2 separate regions of the Sus scrofa genome follow, and region 2 is linked to region 1. The links are chromatin contacts, called in public HiChIP or PLAC-seq maps. All regions are on one chromosome and are shown on one strand. The core of a region is the stretch at or near the end of the contact, and the rest is flanking DNA. Distances in the headings are between cores, read along the strand shown. Region 1 holds the start of TMEM185B (transmembrane protein 185B). Region 2 holds the start of PTPN4 (tyrosine-protein phosphatase non-receptor type 4).

Region 1 (4,978 bases), core at 1,478-3,977:
TATATTCATGCCTAGAACTTTAATAAGACCCCAGACCAGGTACATATTAATGTTTTAAGCAATCTTTAACAACATCTGCAATAGACATGTGTCTTCACATATAAACTTAAAAAAATACTTTAACATAATACACTTTACTGCACAGAACTAGAATTCAACATAATATATTACATGGCTAAAATATTCATATAAATATCACATCTGTATGGATTCACTGCATTAGAAAAATTCACCTCTGAGGCTACTCAAAACCTGTATCAGTAAAGCCTAAAGAAAAACTATTCTAACAGGAGGAACGCCTAAAGTAACAACTATGAGGTTTATGTGCAAGTGGTGGGAAGGAGAAGGCTTTACTTTTGCTATTGATTACGTCACAACAGGCACAATCTGAAATACAATTTCAGGCCAGCAGTGTATAAAAATACTTTTCAAAACAATACTTTTGATAGGTATATAGTACCACTTAAAAAAAAAAAAAAGCCCTAGCTGTGTCTTGAGCCCATCTGAAGACCTACTAAAACAATTTAATGCACAGCTCTAGCTGGTTCTGCAGCAGCAACCTGGAGACAAGCGCCTCATACCGGGAGGCACATCGTGCACGCTCACAGGCACACCCACCACTATAGGGTAAAATAACCTCCCACATCTCCGATGAAATACTGATGAGTCACTGGTAGGCATCGATCTCCAACAAGGCATGAAATGATGTTTGGAGCCTGTTATCAGTTCCAAGTTTGAGATGGATGAGCAAAGAGGCCAAAGTAAGGTGGACTTCGGGTGTATATGGTTTCTTTTCCACTCGTGGGCACTCCCCCACCGACAACGAGTTTAATCCGGCATATCAATATTTAACTTGGGAGGTGGGGGAACATATTTTCCAGGGCTCTGGGTTATCACGACCCTGGCCTTCTTTCCGAACATTGGAGCGATTTTAGGAGCTTCTGGAACAGATGACGTTTCTTCAGCGTCTTCACTATCTTCATGATGTAGATCGTATGAAATGTTCCCGTATTCTCTTAAACAAGGGCAAATTTCAAGCAAAAACTGACAGAAATCTCTGCGAATACCAAACCACCAGTGGTTGCCCCCCTTTCGCCGAAATGTTGTGGTCATTAAAGTGATTAATGACAGCCAAAGAGGGACGAATATGGAGACGTAGGAGAACACGTTGTGGCCGTCCAGCCTGTGAACCAGCAGAACCTCAAAAGTGAGCAGGGGCACGACGATCGTTATCCAGCTGATGGCCATGGTCACATGTGTTCTTCGCTGCTCGGCAACCACATCCAGAGAACGCAGGAACAGGAGGGACCAGACAATGTAATAGAGGACCACCAAGCAGAGAAAGGACATGAGGATCCAGAGCGGCACAAACACCACCAGCCACGGCCAGTGGATGATCCTGTCCAGCCTCAGGGCGATGAAGATGAACTGCAGGATGTTGACAGAGCACAGGATCTCCAGCTCCAGGGACCTGTCGTGCCGGAAGCCCCATACGCAAGCGGCCACGGAGACGGGAGACACAAAGAAGAGCGGCATGAAGACCAGTAGCCAGAAGTGGGTGCCCCTCTCCACCCTGTCGCAGACTAGCACTTCGAACATGAGCAGCAGCAGGTGGATGCCCACGGCGATCAGCATGGCCTTGAACTCCACACAGGCCTCACCCTCGGTGCGGTAACGGGGATTCCTCGCCCAAACGCCCGCGCCCACCGAGGCGCCAGCAAGGACCAGGAGCTTCCACAGCCATATGGGGGCGAACACAGCCCAATAGCTCCACTGGATGACGCCGTCCAGGCGGAGGGGCAGCAGCACGGAGAAGAGCAGCAGACAGGCGTAGATGAGGAACTTACTCGGGTTGAAATCCTGGAACAGGCCCCTGGGGTTCATAGCGAGGCTGCTGCCCCCAACCCGGGGCCACCGCGTCTGCGCTGCTTCCGGGGCCCGCCGCCTCCCCCGGCCCGGCCCGCGTCAGACCCAGGTGGGAAACAGCCCTGAGCCCTGCAGGAGGAGCTTCCGGCCTGCGGCGCCGAGAGGCCGGAACACGTGCGCGCCTGGTCACGTGGCCCGACCGGAAACGCGATGGGCGTGGCGTGCGCGCCGGCGGTCTCCTGGCGACCCGCCGGGCCCGGAGGACGAAGTGTCTCGGAGCCCGGCGCTGCCTGGGCCCCGCGGCCGCCCGCCTTCACTGCGTACCCATTTGGAAAGCAGCTACTGCGTGTGGCGCCGGGAAGGGCGGGACGGGCGACTCCGGCCGGCCCGTTGGCAACGAGCTGGCGGCCACCGCGGGCGGACGCTTCCTGACGGCGCTGCGAGCCGGGAGGCGGGAGTGAGCTCACATCCTCTCGGCCAGCCCAGGCGGGAGGCGGGGCCCAGGCAGGAGCCGGGGCTGGGCGCGGATATGGGCGGGCCAGGGCCCAGGCAGGAGGTGGGGAAAGGGCGGGGCCGAGAGTGGGTGGAGCGCGGCCGGCCGCGGGTGCCCCACCCTCTTCGGCAACCGACTGGGGCTCCAGCGCAGCCGACACTGAGCGGGGGAACCGCGTGGGCACGAGCGAGGCGGGTGGACGGGCGAATGTGGAGTTTGTGAGCGAGCGAACAGGTGCTATAACTAGGAATGCACAGAGTGGGTGTGCATATGTGAAGACGTGTGTGTGCACGAGACATGAGGCAGTGGGCTTGACCTCGTGCGGCGGAAGGGGCTGGTGCGTGCAGTCAGTGTACTGGGTAGGGTGGAGCCCAGTGCCTGGAACAGATGGCTTCTGGGGCTGAACTCGACATGGTGGGGCACTGGCAGTTCTCAGGCTGCTTGTGAAATGGCGGAGGCAGGGTGCCTGGCTACCAGTGCAATCTCACACCTGCCCAGAGAGGATGAGAAGGTGCTGAGAGGGTGTTAGACCCTGCAGGGCCCCTCCCAAAAGTTCCAGGAGCGGGTGAGGAAACTGGACCCAGCAAGCAGGTGCTTCCTGCTCCAGGTCACAGTAGGGTTAGGAGCAGAATGGAGATTCAGATTCTGGGCTCCCCACTTGAAGTTCCTAACCCTTATCTGCCCCCGCCTCAGTCTGATTGTGACAGAACAATAGTGGGACAAGGGCCAAGAGGTCAAGAAATCTGGCGTGGGAGTTCCTGTCATGGCTCAAAGGAAACAAATGCGACTAGGAACCGTGAGATTTCGGGTTTGATCCCTGGCCTTGCTCAGTGGGTTAAGGATCTGGTGTTGCCGTGAGCCGTGGTGTAGGTCACAGACACGACTCGGAACTGGCATTGCTGTGGCTGTGGTGTAGGCAGGCAGCTACAGCTCCGATTAGACCCCCAGCCTGGGAACCTCCATATAGGGCTGTGGGTGCGGCCCTAAAAAGCAAAACAAAAACAAAAAAATAACTCTACCAGTCCAGCTACTGAAATGGGTTTTTTGAGGATTCAGTGAATCAATACATGGAAAACACTTTGCATTTAAAGAAAGTTCGCTGGTGGCTCAGCGGGTTAAAGATCCCATGTTGTTACTGCTGTGGCATAGGTTCAGGCCCCAGGAATTTTCATATGCTGGCGCAGTCAAAAAAAAAAGTCACCACACTTTGGAAAGTAAAGCCTGGGGGTGGGGGACCTGCTGGCAGCTCCCCAGGCAAGTGGTGGCAGAGCCAGTTCTTCTGGCCCCTGTTAGGACACTCAGAAATCCTCCCCAGGATCCTCCCTAAAGCCACATGACCTCGGGCCTTTGCTGCCAGCTTGGTGGCCAAGATGGGAGTTTTGGAGCCTGTTTCCCACGCATCTAGAGCACCTCCAGACACGCATCTGGTTCTCATCCAGGAGGGAGATTTTTTTTTTTTTTGTCTTTTTGCCTTTTCTTGGGCCGCTCCCATGGCGTATAGAGGTTCCCAGGCTAGAGGTCTAATCGGAGCTATAGCCACCAGCCTACGCCACAGCCACAGCAATGCCAGATCCAAGCCACATCTGTGGCCTACACCACAGCTCACAACAACGCCAGATCCTTAACCCATTGAGCAAGGCCAGGAATCGAACCTCAACCTCATGGTTCCTAGTCGGATTCCTTAACCACTGAGCCACAGCGGGAACTCCCAGGAGGGGGATCTTGAGATGGGCTGTCACAATCTCATGTGTCTTTGCTGTCCTCCTCCCAAGGGAGGTCAGAGCCTGCTTCCGCAGGTGCAGCCATAAAAAGACAAAAAAAAAAAAAAAAAAATTTGAGCCTACTCATGATAGTGACCCTGCCCTGGCTCAGTAGTTCCCTCCCCACTGGCTCTGAGTACATGGAACCCACAGGCAGACGCGGTCCTCACTGCCAGCATGGCAAGCCCTGTGCTGTTCCTTCCCAGGCCAGGGCCATCTGTCTTCAGAGAGCTCACGTATTTGTTCTTAGTTTTCAGTTGCGACTGTTAATAACTTGCCACAAGGAGAGCTTAAAACCATGCCCACGTTTTATCCCACAGTTTTGGTGAGTCCGAAGTTTGGGCATAGGCTGAGCTCAGCTGGTTTTATGCCTGAGTCTCACCAAGGGCCTTGTTCCCTGCTGGAGGCACTGATGTGAATCTGATTCCAGGCTGGTTTAGCTTGGCAGGACTTCATTGCCTTGGGGCTGGAGGACTGAGTCTCCCCTGTCCTTGCTGGTTGTCAGCCAGGGATGAATCTCAGCCGCCCGCATCTCCTGGCCTAGGGCCCCCTTCACAGCCGCCAGTGGTGCATTCTCCCACTTTCAAATCTCTGACTGCCCCTTCAGCTGCACTTCTCCTCTGCCTGACTTTTCTCTTGTTAAGGACTCAGGTAATTACACTGGGCTCAGCTAGACAATCAGTTCCCTGGAGGAGCTGGAATGAAGGCAGGAGTCTAGACCAGGCCATGGTCTTCTGGCCCCAGTAGACAGAATCCCCTCACTGCAAATCCCCAAAGTAGGTGGCTAGGGGTAGAGGGATGACCTGTACAGAAAGCCCAGGGACACTGGCCTTCTCAGACCCATCTGGATTGGCTTAGG
Region 2 (5,078 bases), core at 749-3,248, 360 kb before region 1:
CAGCTGTATTTATATTAAAGGTGAGATTTATATTTGCATAAAAGGTCACTAGAGTTTATGGTTGAGGGTAGGAAGAATGGGCTGAGGGAGAAGGTCTGGAAATAGGAAAATTAGTTGGAGGACTAGTTGCAAGGCTCTACAGGGAATCAATAAGGACACATTTGGACCCGACTAGTCTCACTCAGAGACACAGCAATTTACCAGATGTGAAGCTGGGTAAGAGCCAGCTCTGCATCAAGTAACTTTTTGAACTCCCCCCAATATAATATTTAAGCCCTTCATTCTTTCAACAGATTTTTCTGACACCAGGCAATGTCACTGTCATCAGGCATTAGAGGGGACACAAAGATGACTCAGTCAAGGTCCCTGCCCTCCAGTAACTTACAATGGAGAAGTGGCCCACGCAGGGACAGGTATCCCATAATCAAATGTCCACTGTGATAAGAGAAAGGGAGGTGTATGATCTAGAAGTATCAATGTCAAAGGAGGAAGAAATTCTTCAGGTGTAAGTCCTCTGTGATCTGTGGCTGCAGGATGACTGAGTGTTGCTAGGCGGAGATGAAGTGAAGAGCATTTCAATAGAGGGAGGACAGGATCTTAGGCACAGAAAATGGAGAAACAGGCAGGAAAGCCTGTCAGGGAAGGATGAATGAGCACTGGCTGGAACTAAGCTCTCAGAAGGAAACTAAGTGGAAGAGGTAGCGCAGAAAAACAGGGACTGGCAAGTTGTCTTTTTAAAAATGGAAAAACTCAGAGTTCCCTTTGTGGCTCAGCGGTTAACAAACCCGACTAGGATCCATGAGGATTTGGGTTCAATCCCTGGCCTCACTCAACGGGTTAGGGGTCCTGTGTTGCTGTGAGCTGTGGTGTAGGTCGCAGACATGGCTCAGATCTGGCGTGGCTGTGGTGTAGGCCGGCAGCTGTAACTCTGATTCCACACCTAGCCTGGGAATTTCCAAATGCTGCGGGTGTGGCCCTAAAAAGAAAAAATAAAATGGAAAAACTGAACTGGGGTGCAAAGGAGAAGATGGTCATTAGAAATTGCTGTCTTTCACGGATTTGTAGAAATGTGCCAGATTTCACCTTGCAAAAACCACCCCTCATCAGTAAATGAGCACTTTGTCGGCTTGGAGAGAAAGTGATTTTTGAAAGGTTTTAGGCAGGCCGGTTCTGGTGGGGGCGCTGCGGCTAAGAGCAAGGAAGAGCAAGAAGGTGCCAGACGACAGGAAAGAACTCTGACAAAAATGAATGCAAAAAGGAAATGTAGCAGTTTCCAAATTCTTCCTCCCATCATTTGGCTAACAACCCCTCCCCCTCCACGCGGCCGCCCCTAGTCATGTCTCATCGCCAATAAGTTTGTGCCATCAATAGGATGTTAGAATGCACCAGGCTACAAACCCTGGCGTGGTAACACTCACTTCATACGTTTGGTTAGAACGAATTAATTCAGTTTTTAAAAGTACATCGTTCCTGGCACACAGAGACACCCAAACGTCTGTTTTATAAGTGAACGTTGTTTGTTCTTTGTTTCAGGGTCGGTATTTAGGAGAGGAAATGATTCAAAACTGCATCCTAAAACCTATATTCTCTTTTAACACTTAAGTTAGTACAACCTGGGGCCGAGAGGTCCGGTTTTTCTCTTTTTGCCCCTTCGGGCGATCCCTTAGGTCAGTAGGTCCAGCGGGGGTCGCAGTTCCAGTAACCAATCGCCGCGCGGCCGCGGGGCCAAGGGGCCGCGGGGCCGCGGGGTGGAGCCTCAGAGCCCCGCCCCTCCTCCCCACCTACCCAGGTCCGGCCTCCCTCGCACCTGCGCGTCCCCCGGCTCTCGGGCTGGTGTAACATCTTCCAGCCGGTGCTGGCGGGGAAGGGGCTTGGCCTCGTCTCTCGCGAGATCGCCTCCAGTGGCCGCCACCGCCGTTCCTGGCTGCTGACTGGCGGCGTCTGCGCAGCCGCCATGTTCGGTTGCTATGCTGTGGCCTGGGAGACGGGGTGTGCTTGAGGGAGGAGGAGGAGACGGAGGAGGAGGAGGAGGAAGAGGAGGAGGAGGCGGAGGAGGCGGGAGGGACTGAGCTCCCATTGCACTCTCACACACAAACGCTGCCCGGGATTGCCTGCCCGCTCGCGCAGCGCCGCACGCAGTTCCGCTCCTCTCGGCCCCCACATTGTTCGCTCAGGACTCCAGGGTCCCCAGGGGCCGGATTCCGGGCCCCGCTCCGGGGCTCCCCTCCCCCACGGCAGTGTGGCGGGGTCGGATTAGCTCATCCCCGCAGGGAGGTGGGAGAGCGCGCGGCCGCCCCGCAGTATGAGGTGGTGCCGGCGGCTCGGGGCCGTGGCGCGGCCGCTGCGGCGCCGGCTGCTGGGGGGGCGCTGAGGGAGCCCTGGGGGCGGCGCAGCCGGGCCTCCGGGCTTTTCTTCTCCAGCCGGGAGGACGCGGCTGGGATACGAAGGTAAGAGGCTCCCGTAGCCCTGCCGGCCGTTCGGCCCTGCGCGGTACGCGAGGCTGTCACCTGCGGCTCTTGGGGCTCGTAGGGGCAAGTCAGGGCCAGCTGGAGATGCGAGGTTGATGCCAAAGTAAGGGAAAAGGATGCTTCCTGCCTCCTCCCTTTCTTCGCGGGACTCCTGCTTTCCGAGCTCCTGGGGGGTTTAGTTGGAATGTCTGTTGTGGTTGAGCCAAGGGAGAAGGGATGGAATAGGTGCGGAGATGGAATGTTCCACGGCATCTAAACTCTAGGTGAGGTTTTGGAATCTTCCGAGTTTTCCATTGCTGGTAAGATTTTTTTTTCTTATTTTAATAAATTGGGTCCTATGAGCGCTTCCTGCGTGCTGTATGGGCTTACAGTCCCTACCATTGAAGTTTTAAGCCTTTTATAGATCTACTGATGCCTACTTGTATTAAGGAAATCTGTAGTTGGCCCAGAAAAAAAAAGTTGAGTTTAGCAGAATAGAGGTACGAGTGCGTTCCCCAGGGTTTCCTTAAAATGAAGCAGTTTACAATTGCATAGATATATGTATAGATGGGTTCTGCGAAACTTAGAAGGGAGACTTAATGCCTGGGAGGTATTATATAGTGACCACAATGGGCACTCCGATTTGTAGAATTTTCAAGCGCTTTTTCTCGGAGAACCTGGACGTCTGCAGTATACCAACTGCTTTTAGAATCCGAGATTGGGGTAGTATTAGGTTTTTTGTGACCAGAGCTGACAGTTGAAACAGTCCAGTTTAAACCATGTTGATGGAGGGAAAAAACCCCTAAAGCCAAAGTATCCGATTTGTAAAAGATGATTTGAGTAAGAAGACGACCGTGGAACAGTAAAACCAGGGCATTTTTTAATCCTGATTTTTGAATCTTAACCTGCCAGAGAAAAAAATTATTTTTCATTTTTTTAAGGGGGTGGGGAGGAGATGACCTTAAAATAAATGATTATTCAGAGCTCTAAGTGTGCTTAAGGGGATAGAGCTAGATATTATATCAGTTAAATTTGGCATATTCAACATACAGATTTTTTTAAAAGACTTTTTTGAAAGCAAAAGTTTATCAGACAGAACTTCTTTACTAACTCATAATAAGAGAGTAAATTTAGTCTGACAAAATACTGTGGGATCCACTGATTTTGTCAGACAAAATTTATGCTCCAGTTACCACCAATGCTATTTTTATGTCTCTCTCTGGATCTTTCTTTTTTTTTTTTAATGGCACACATGATCTGTTAACAGTTTTTTGTCAAAACATGTGTATGACAATATCATGATCTTGAATGGTTTATAAGAAGAGAATCATGGTCTTTTTTTTGTCTATGGGAATATTTGTGATTCAGCTAATCAGTTTTAAACATTTGGCACGAGGTTTTGAAAACACAAGCAGCGGTGACCATTTTGTAGTTTCATTAATATTAATTGACTAGGTTAAAGTTTAAGTTTAAAAATCACAGTTTCCTCAAAAGTAGTCATGGATGAGGATGTGACTTTCTTATTGCCTGTTTTCTTACCTGCTTAGATTCTGGGCTGTGGGCACTAAGTTATTTAAAACTTGTGGTTTCCCCTTATTTTCTAATTGAATATCTTTTAAAATGGCCTTTGTAACTTTGTTACTTTAAATTTGTGACACCCAATTTCTAATTTAGGCTAGGCATAAAACCAGCATTGATTGAACACACCTGCTAAAAATACTTTCTGGGTCAGATGTACTTAGAATGCAGCCTCAGGAAAATTCATTTGAACTGTTCTACTGTGACCAATGTACAATGTATTGAAGGACTTTAAAAAAATTATATGCTTTCACAATTAGATTTCATCAGTTACAGGCCATAGAATCCTAACTTTAATGTATAAAGTACTTCATGTGGGATAGTAAAAACTTACTGCAATGCTTTTTTAATTTTTTTTTAACTTATGTGACTTCCCTCCCCATAGATATACTAAACTCTGATGTGTATATTTGAAATATTTTAGTTTTGTCTATTAATCGTAATTAATTTAAACTGTGGTGTGACAGTACAATGTGCAGTGTTACCTGTTTAGTATTCATTTATGACTTATTCTGAACTTTTTGAGGAGGTGTCAGTGGTCATGTTTTTGAGTAAATTATCTTTAAGGAACAAGGTAAGAATGCCAGAAAACTTCAAGGAGACACTGTTATTAGCTGTTATTGAGAGAACTTTCTCCCTCGCTCCCCGAGTTTAAACTACAAGAAAGCTTTAAAAAATATGTAGAAATCTTGTTTGGTGGAAGTTTAAAGACAAATGTTTAAAAATTCTCTTTTAATTGCTAGTTATTAGGAATGTAAAATTTGGCAACCTCACTAGAAATAAGTCTTTGTGACTTAATGTGACTAAGTATGAATTATTGCTTCTAAGTAAAATTTAGTATTGGCAGCAGTTCACCAGTTACAAACTTGAGTTGATTTTTGTTGTTTTTCCGGGTAACAGCATGCATGTTATGAAGTTTTTTATATGCTGTAGTCTAGATTTGTCAAATTTGTCATTGTACTCGACTCTGCTGTGAAGTCTTGAAGATTGGTTTACCATTCTAGAAATCCTTTTTATTGTTTACCAGAAAACTACTGTAGGAAGAAGGTGTTA

Evidence for each region. HiChIP or PLAC-seq counts read pairs in DNA pulled down with a chosen protein or histone mark.
Region 2: an H3K27ac HiChIP or PLAC-seq map of alveolar macrophages shows a contact between it and region 1. The contact joins the promoter of PTPN4 here to the promoter of TMEM185B in region 1. A contact is called at or near these places in 2 of 5 promoter capture datasets (fetal liver and liver), 1 of 47 Hi-C or Micro-C datasets (liver) and 1 of 2 datasets of contacts at active chromatin or transcription factors (alveolar macrophages).

What each region holds. Positions count from the first base shown.
Region 1 is chr15:31,138,032-31,143,009 of Sscrofa11.1, reverse strand. It overlaps TMEM185B (transmembrane protein 185B), which reads right to left and starts at 2,727. Exons shown (of 1, transcript XM_003359446.4): 1 at 1-2,727. The coding sequence starts at 1,884. The coding sequence ends at 829.
Region 2 is chr15:31,499,898-31,504,975 of Sscrofa11.1, reverse strand. PTPN4 (tyrosine-protein phosphatase non-receptor type 4) reads left to right here and starts at 1,998. Exons shown (of 27, transcript XM_005654169.3): 1 at 1,998-2,447. It overlaps LOC102162428 (a long non-coding RNA gene), which reads right to left and starts at 1,986. Exons shown (of 2, transcript XR_002339085.1): 1 at 1,786-1,986.